Regions from separate parts of the Macaca mulatta genome. Here region 2 is linked to region 1. Evidence: chromatin contacts called from public Hi-C data. All regions are on one chromosome and are shown on one strand. The core of a region is the stretch at or near the end of the contact, and the rest is flanking DNA. Distances in the headings are between cores, read along the strand shown. Region 1 holds the start of BHLHE41 (basic helix-loop-helix family member e41). Region 2 holds the start of SSPN (sarcospan).

The links. Hi-C and Micro-C count contacts between places; a contact is called where the count stands out from the background.
Region 2: a contact with region 1 is called in a Hi-C map of cortical neurons, with 6 times the contacts expected there. The contact joins the promoter of SSPN here to the promoter of BHLHE41 in region 1. A contact is called at or near these places in 3 of 14 Hi-C or Micro-C datasets (cortical neurons, fetal cortex germinal zone and fibroblasts).

Annotation. Positions count from the first base shown.
Region 1 is chr11:28,470,577-28,474,690 of T2T-MMU8v2.0, reverse strand. It overlaps BHLHE41 (basic helix-loop-helix family member e41), which reads left to right and starts at 1,827. Exons shown (of 5, transcript XM_015151321.3): 1 at 1,827-2,145; 2 at 2,281-2,344; 3 at 2,687-2,794; 4 at 3,125-3,236; 5 at 3,700-4,114. The coding sequence starts at 2,084. It also overlaps a transcript of SSPN not described here.
Region 2 is chr11:28,542,289-28,546,402 of T2T-MMU8v2.0, reverse strand. It overlaps SSPN (sarcospan), which reads right to left and starts at 2,293. Exons shown (of 3, transcript NM_001261346.1): 1 at 1,941-2,293. The coding sequence starts at 2,219.

The DNA.
Region 1 (4,114 bases), core at 578-3,077:
AGTCGGCATTTTAAAAATACTTTTTAAATTAAGAACCATCGTGATTAAATTGCCTGTTTGGTGCAAAATACGTCCCCCTATTTGAGGAACTCCAGAGACCTTAAAAGGCCCTCTAAACAGATGAACCGAACGGACCGCGAGCGTCTCCTCACGCCGGGGTGATCCTGGGCCGCCGCCGCCGCCCGAGTCACGAAGCCAGACGCAGTGCGCGTCTCCGCCCAGGACTCCGGAGACTGCAGCAGCGCGAGCGGCCGCCGCGGCCTGGGCTGCTCCTGGAGTCGGGGAGGAGACGCGACTCCCGCAGACACGTGACCTCCTCCCAGCCGCCGCTTCCCGCGACCCAGATCCGTCCCCGGAACCCGTGCCCGGCGGGGCGGGCTGGGGGACACGTAGCTGGCGCCCCAGTCCCTGCTGCGCCCTGGTGCGTGTGCCTTCGGCGTTCTCCCCTCGGTTCACTTATCACTGCCAATAATCAGTGTTTCGGAGATCACCCCGGGAAGAATGTAAATATCCCTCTCGGTGCAGGAAAGACCTTGGTTTTATCTCTATGCTTTTATGTGTATCTAGAGAAATATATATATTCCCTCCATCCCACCCCTGGGAGTCCCTCAAGACATGCTTTCCCCTGGACTCGCAGGGCGGCGTGGGCAGTGCGCATCCCCGGGCACCTCCCGGTAACTCTCACTAGCAGTGAGTCAGGCTCCCGGGGTGGCTCTGGGGAAAGGTAACTCGGCTCTTGCTGGCCTGTGCTTCCCAGCGCCGAGCGCCGCGGCTGCAGGGCGAGCGCGCGCGCGCACGGGTTCCCCGAGCAGTGATGTGGCAGCAGCGGCAGGTCGGATCACGTTGCTGGCCCTGTGCTGGTACCCGTTTGAGACAGGATTAAGGAGGGAGGCTTTGGAGGTGCCAGCGGTAGTAAACGTGGGCTCTGCACACTCCGGGCGTCTCTTATCGCGCGGGGGGACGGGGGGATGGGGAAAGCACGTAGCGTCACCGGAGGCTCGGAACGCGGCGGAGTTGAGCGGGCGGGTGATAAATGCTGCATAGCTTTCCTGTGATAGCCCCTCTCGTGCCACCCCCTTCTCCCTCCCCAGCCCCCACTCAACCCCGGCTCGCTCCCCGCCGCGTTCCTCCAGGAGCACACGCGGCTCCAAACGTCGTCATCTGCTGCTGTGATTAGTGGCACCGCAATTCCGGCTGCTGCGGGGAAGTTTAGGTGGCCCAGGAACGCCGTGTCACCGAAAGACACTTGGATTGCGACATTCGGACCCGGTGACAACGTTTTCAAGTGTCTTAAATCCTTCAAGGAGCAGATTGCAAGTTGCTTCTTCTCGAGGCAACCTCTCCGCCCCACTGATCAGTGAGCAAACAAGTCTCCAAAATTTCCTTTGGGACTCAAGTTTACCCACCGCGAATTCTCTTTTTCTTTCCTTTTTATGGTTCAAACCAACAGCACAGTCGGTGGAAAAGCAAAAAGCCACGTTCACATTCCTGCACCGTAATAACGGACGAACCCAGGGAGTCGCATTTCCGAGCCAAGGAAGCTCAGGCTGCCGCGCACCCCCGCACCCCCACTTCCCCCTCCCCCTGCCGACTCCGTCGCCTTTGGGAAGATGAATAGCTTGGCCGAAGTTGTTTTTCCTTTCCGGTGGCCCTGATCAGGTGTCCCCGCCCCCTCCTGCCGTTCGCCTTCTCTCGCCGCCTTCTCCCGACGCCCCCTCCCGGCCCGGCCCCTCCTCCCCCGCCCCCCTCCGGGCTGGACCGCGGATGGTACGTTCCGCACGTGAGCTGGGTGCTGGTCTGGCCGGCGACGCGCGTGCCCTGTGGCCAAACACTGCCTGGAGTGAGAGCAAACTACCAGCGCAGTGGGGCCGGCGCGAGTGTGCGTGTGTGTGCGTGTGTGTGTGCGAGCGCGGTGGAGGGGGGACCAACTGCTTCACACTTTCAACACTGCACTGAAGAGGGAGAGCGAGAGAGAGAGACTGGAGACGCACAGATCCCCCCAAGATCTCCCAAGCCTACCGTCCCACAGATTATTGTACAGAGCCCCAAAAATCGAAACAGAGGAAACGAACAGCAGTTGAACATGGACGAAGGAATTCCTCATTTGCAAGAGAGACAGTTACTGGAACATAGAGATTTTATAGGGTAAGGTGCACGCACCCTTGCGACTATCTGTCTAGGCTTTGGTTTGATTTTTCTCTTCTCCAGAAAGTGGTATGGAGCTGGCGAGGGCAGAGCCCCTCCCCGAATGGGTGCCTGATGCTGATTTCTGTTTTGCAGACTGGATTATTCCTCTTTGTATATGTGTAAACCCAAAAGGAGCATGAAACGAGACGATACCAAGGTAAGTGTAAGTTCTCGATATTCCTCATAACCTGCATGGGTAGTTAATTAGGGCCATTGATTTCACAGCCAAGCTCTGCCTGCAAATATATTCCAGCCCCTGAGCTTCCCCAACTGTGAATTTTAAGTGGCTTGCTGGGTACTCTCAAGGGGATATTAAACATCATACCTGAATTTAAATTGCATTGCAGAACAGTCCAGAGGAAAGAGGTTTCTTGGGTGTAGTTTATCACATAGTATGTTTTATGGTGGTGGGGGGCGGGGAGGGACAGAGGAGGGTAATATCCAATAAATGAATGTTTCGCTTACTGTTTTCTCTTTTCCATGACTCTCATATATTAAGGATACCTACAAATTACCGCACAGATTAATAGAAAAGAAAAGAAGAGACCGAATTAATGAATGCATTGCTCAGCTGAAAGATTTACTGCCTGAACATCTGAAATTGACAGTAAGATGCACGTTTTCATTCTTTGCTGCTCTCCAAGGGCGTTTTAATAGTCTGGTGCGACTCCCAGAAAATATAAGAATAAATGTAAATATAAGTTCCTGATTTACAACTTGTGCTATACCGTACAGAGTTTCCCGCAAACTGAGTCGGTGCTCCCAGCTGAAGGCAAGAAATCATTTATAACCTGTCTTGTGGAAAGCTCAAGAAGTATAAGAATAGTACTTCTTTCAAAGTGTTTGCTTAAATTGCTGTGCTGAATGGACAGCCAATTAAGCCAAATGTGTGTTTTTTAAGTAACCAAGTGCCCCTTTCTTTTTTGCACTACTGCAGACTCTGGGGCATCTGGAGAAAGCCGTAGTCTTGGAATTAACTCTGAAACACCTAAAAGCTTTAACCGCCTTAACCGAGCAACAGCATCAGAAGATAATTGCTTTACAGAATGGTAAGTCAGTTCAGAGAGGCCAACCTACCCTGATGAAGCGGGGCAGCCCACAGGGGAGCAGTGTCAGGACTCCTTCACCTGCACCCCACCTCTTTCGGTGGGCTCATGGGTTCCCTCTCATTTGTTAAATTGCTTCATACTTTCCCTTCATTGGAACGAGCCCATTTCCCGAAGCATCCTAGAGGCTTTCAGCAGAACTCGGAGGAATCAGGTTTTAAAGTGGCGGTTGCACCCGCTCCACTTTGGTTTTCAGCTGGGAGGAGAGCGCCCTCTCCCAGCTCCGCACCTCCGCCACCCCCCTTCTCTCAGCAACCGGTGGATTATATCACTTGAATACTGGGGAAAAACCGAGATCACTTTAGTCGATGCAGGACCCACGTGATAAGCAGATGTTTTAACGTGGGTATGTTTCTTCTTGCCTCCACTCCTCCGTCCCCACCCCCCCATCCCTTCCTCATCCTAGGGGAGCGATCTCTGAAATCGCCCATTCAGTCCGACTTGGATGCGTTCCACTCGGGATTTCAAACATGCGCCAAAGAAGTCTTGCAATACCTCTCCCGGTTTGAGAGCTGGACACCCAGGGAGCCGCGGTGTGTCCAGCTGATCAACCACTTGCACGCCGTGGCCACCCAGTTCTTGCCCACCCCGCAGCTGTTGACTCAACAGGTCCCTCTGAGCAAAGGCACCGGCGCTCCCTCGGCCGCCGGGTCCGCGGCCGCCCCCTGCCTGGAGCGCGCGGGGCAGAAGCTGGAGCCCCTCGCCTACTGCGTGCCGGTCATCCAGCGGACTCAGCCCAGCGCCGAGCTCGCCGCCGAGAACGACACGGACACCGACAGCGGCTACGGCGGTGAAGCCGAGGCCCGGCCGGACCGCGAGAA
Region 2 (4,114 bases), core at 1,044-3,543, 71 kb before region 1:
ACATCTCTACTAGCTGCTCTGCTCTACATAGTTTCTCAGCTGAAAGAAAATCTAAGATGACAGATTTCATGAGGGCTATGTACTGAGAGCAAACTTCAAATGAATCCTAGATGATAAAAAAGAAAACCAGAAAGAGCAGAGACCTGGCTGTATATAATGCCCTTTGTGCAACACCCAGGGAGCTTCCAGGGCAATTAGGAACATCATTTCCCCCAGGAGATTTAGTTCATAACATTTCTGGGTTGCACGGTTCGTATGTTCATGCCTTAAACCTTAAAATAGGTTTTTTCTCTATCTAATTTACCTCTTTGGTGCTAAGCTTTTTGAAGTTGCAATAAAGAAAGGATGGGGAACACATTCGCAAATGATATTTAAAAACATTGAATGAAAGAGCTTCATTCTTTGTTTTAATTCCCCTGGCATTAAAGGCCAGACATTTTTTCCCCCTGGGTATGTGGATAGTCATTGAGGTGTCTGAAATACCCAGTATATCTTACTGAAAAGCTATTTTTAAAATCACTTGATTTAGAAAACGCCAATCATGATAATTTCATGGGAATTCTTAGCACAAAAATTAAAGTTTTAAATTACTATGCAAAAATTTGTGTATTCAAATAATCTTAATTAGGAAATACCTCCATCAATGCATATATATCAGGTCTCTCTAATGTCTGTCCGTGATACAAAATTATTTTGAGGGATGTTTTGTGAGTTATAGTTCCTGTGGTCAGTAATAGCAGTAAGGATGCAATATGAGACTAGGAGTCAAAAATGTCATTTCTAGTCTTTCCTGATTCGACCACATTCAATCTCTGGGCTTGAGAATGTCATCTAACTTCTCTTAGCCTATTTCCTCACATCCGAAAGGAATAACAATTCCCACTTCAAAGTGTTGTTTCATGGGTCAAATGAAATAACGCATGTGAAAGAGTTTAATAAGCTACAAGACACTGTAATATAACATAATATTAAAGTTACAAACCAAATGTGGTGGCAGCGTGGTTCAATGAGGAAAATGCAGATATAGTCTAGCATAAAAAGCAATCAGCATGGCTGAATGCTATACTCACTCATGACCCTGGGTGAGTCTGGCGTGGGTTCTCTCATTTGAGAAATGAGAATGATTAAAACGATCCCATCAGGATGATGTGGGGATTAGAAATAATACATGTAAGGCCTCTAGCAGGGCGTGCACACAGTAGGTATTCAATAAGTGGCACCCGTTTTACATTAAAGAATTCATTTAACCAAGCCAAGTATGCTATACGTTTCAACACTCACAACAGCTGAGTACTGTTCTACTTAGAACAGTACATCCATCAGGGGAGTCCCAAATATACTTCTGCCATGGCCAGCGCCCTGAGTTTATCCCACTTTAGACTCCAGTGGATTAAGGCTGTGCTTGCTGTATTCGCATTTCCTGCCTTAGCCCATCATTTCATGAAACTTACTAATGGAGCTTCAGTTTAAAACATAAAATGAATGCTACTCAATGTGGCAACTCCAAGTACAGGCTTTCTCCTCTGCTGCTTTTACTAGATGAACTTAATTCACTTTTTGCCACTTGCTTAAGGACAGGGGTGGGGTCTGGTAATAGGATAAGGAAAAAGCCCGAATGAATCTGCTGTTGTTATTGAGGTTGTTCAGTCTGACCAAAATAAGCAGCTTTTGAAATGAACTCCCCCGCTTCAGAGCGTCAGAGTCAGGCCCCGTGCAGGCTCTGGGAGCGGCGAGCAGGAGAGGGGCAGGAGTTCTATCGCGTCCAGCCGTGCCCCGCCCGGGAAAACCCAGTGCCCCACGCATCAGTCACCAAGCAGAGCGCGAGTTAGAGGAGTGAACCCGGGGAAGGGCACATGCAGCTGGGTTAGTCTCAACTCGACCATGCGACTTCGCATTCCTGTTTGGCAAACGCGCTTAGGCAAAACAGACTCGATGCTTACAATGATCCCAGCCCAAAATGGAGTGTCCCTGACTAGCAGGGAGGAGCTGATGCTCGCCATGAGGAAGCCCACCACGGTCACGGCGATGCCCAGGGCCAGCTGCAGCAGGGCGAGCAGCAGCGGGAACCGGCAGCCGCAGCAGGTCCGGGGCTCCTCCTCCCCGCACTCCTTGGGGGCCCCCGTGCCCTTCTTCGGCTCCATGTCGTCGGGCCCAGCGGCGTCCGCGGCCGGCGGCCCCCCCTGCCTCTGCTGGCCGCGGGGCTGCTTGTTCTTGCCCATGGTGCTGCGAGGCTGGGTGGGTGGGTGCGTGAGCGGCGCCCTGGGCCCTGGAGCGCGGCGCACGGCTGGCTCGGCCTGCCCTGGTATTCGAATTATGGAGGCTGAACAAATATGGAAAACATTTGGAGCCGACTCACCGAGCCTCCAAAGGCCACGGGGAGCCCGCAGCAGAGGGGGATTCGAGGGGGGTCGCCAACTGCCAACGCGCCGGGACGCAGCGCCTGCTGGGCCCCAGGCAGGGTTTGCAGGTCGCCCGCGGGAACCGGCGCGGGTCCCTTGGCCGCCTGAGCCTGTGCACTTTAGACAGCCTGCGAGTGCGCGCGTGTGAGAGTGCGGGGTGTCTGTTTTCCTCACTCAAAACTCCAGGATTGTTTTGGTTTTGCTTTCTGTGAGGTGCAGTGCAACGTGATGAATGTTGAAATCGTTTGAGCTTAATTAATACACAGTTTAATCCAAAATAGGCATTGCTGGGCTCTAAGCTGCGAAGTCATTTCCAGAAGTTAAGTCGTTGTTACTTTCCTACAGAGGCACAGGCTCTCTTTTCTTTCTGCTCTCTGTAATCCAGCTGACAAACGAATACAGACATTTTTCGCATTTAGGTGTTTTTGAATCTTTCTAAAGATGTTAGAACTCTCTAATTGGGAACTCTCTTTCACATATATTATTAATTATTATTATTTTCCAAACAGGGGCTCACTGTGTTGCCCAGGCTGGAGTGCAGTGTCACCATCCTAGCTCACTGCAGCCTCGGACTCCTCGACTCAATAGCTTCTCTCTCCTCAGTCTCCCAAGTGGCTGGGACTACAGGCAATCGCCAACACACCTGGCTAATTTTTTTTTATTTTTTCATAGAGATGGCATCTCATTATGTTGTCCAAGCTGGTCTTGAACTCCTGGTTTCAAGGGATTCTGCTGCTTCAGCTTCCCAAAGTGCTGGGATTACAGACAAGAGCCACCATGCACCTGGCCTCTCACGTGTATTTGTTTTTAAAAGCTCTGTTGGCCGGGCGCGATGGCTCATGCCTGTAATCCCAGCACTTTGGGAGGCCAAGGTGGGTGGATCACAAGATCAAGAGTTCAAGACCAGCCTGGCCAACATGGTGAAACCCCGTCTCCACTAAAAATACAAAAATTAGCCAGGCATGGTGGCATGCGCCTGCAGTCCCAGCTACTTGGGAGGCTGAGGCAGGAGAATCACTTGAACCCGGGAGGCAGAGGTTGTAGTGAGCCGCGATCAGGGCACTGCACTCCAGCCTGGGAGACAAAGCAAGACTCCTAGTTAGTCTTCACTCATCTCCACAACAGTGCTTAGGGGGATTGGATTGTCCATCTTAGAGACAAACACTTTTACTCAGTCAATATTTAAGAGTTATTTTTAAAGCACCTACAATGTGCTAAGATATAAAGATGTTCAAAATAGACTTGGTCCTGGCCCAAAGTCACAGAAGAAATCAATAAAACTGATTATTCTTATTCCCGCATACCTCTACTCGGTAGCACTTAGGGCAAATTTCAGTGAAACCACTAAAAAATGGTCCCATCACTTTGGGGGTATTTATATCTCCTTTGGTATGGTCATTGTAACATTCAGAAAGCTAGATTCAAAAATAAGTGACGTTGCCAAGATGTTAGGATAAAGGCTACTCCTAGGTTGTTCGCTATCAGCAAATTTAAAGAAAGTCCAACTCCCTGCTGTTTGCTTTAGAATTAGAAACTAATCATCATCAGCTCTTTTTGTAAACTGCCAAGTCCCCACAAAAGTAACTTTGAAGACAAAAAGTACGTACTTCACCCTTACTTATTTTATGATCTTCGGTGTTCTCCTTATGCCTTCCTTCTGGACCAGTGAGAAAAATAATGGTTCATGGAACAAATACATTTGCTTAGAAAACAGA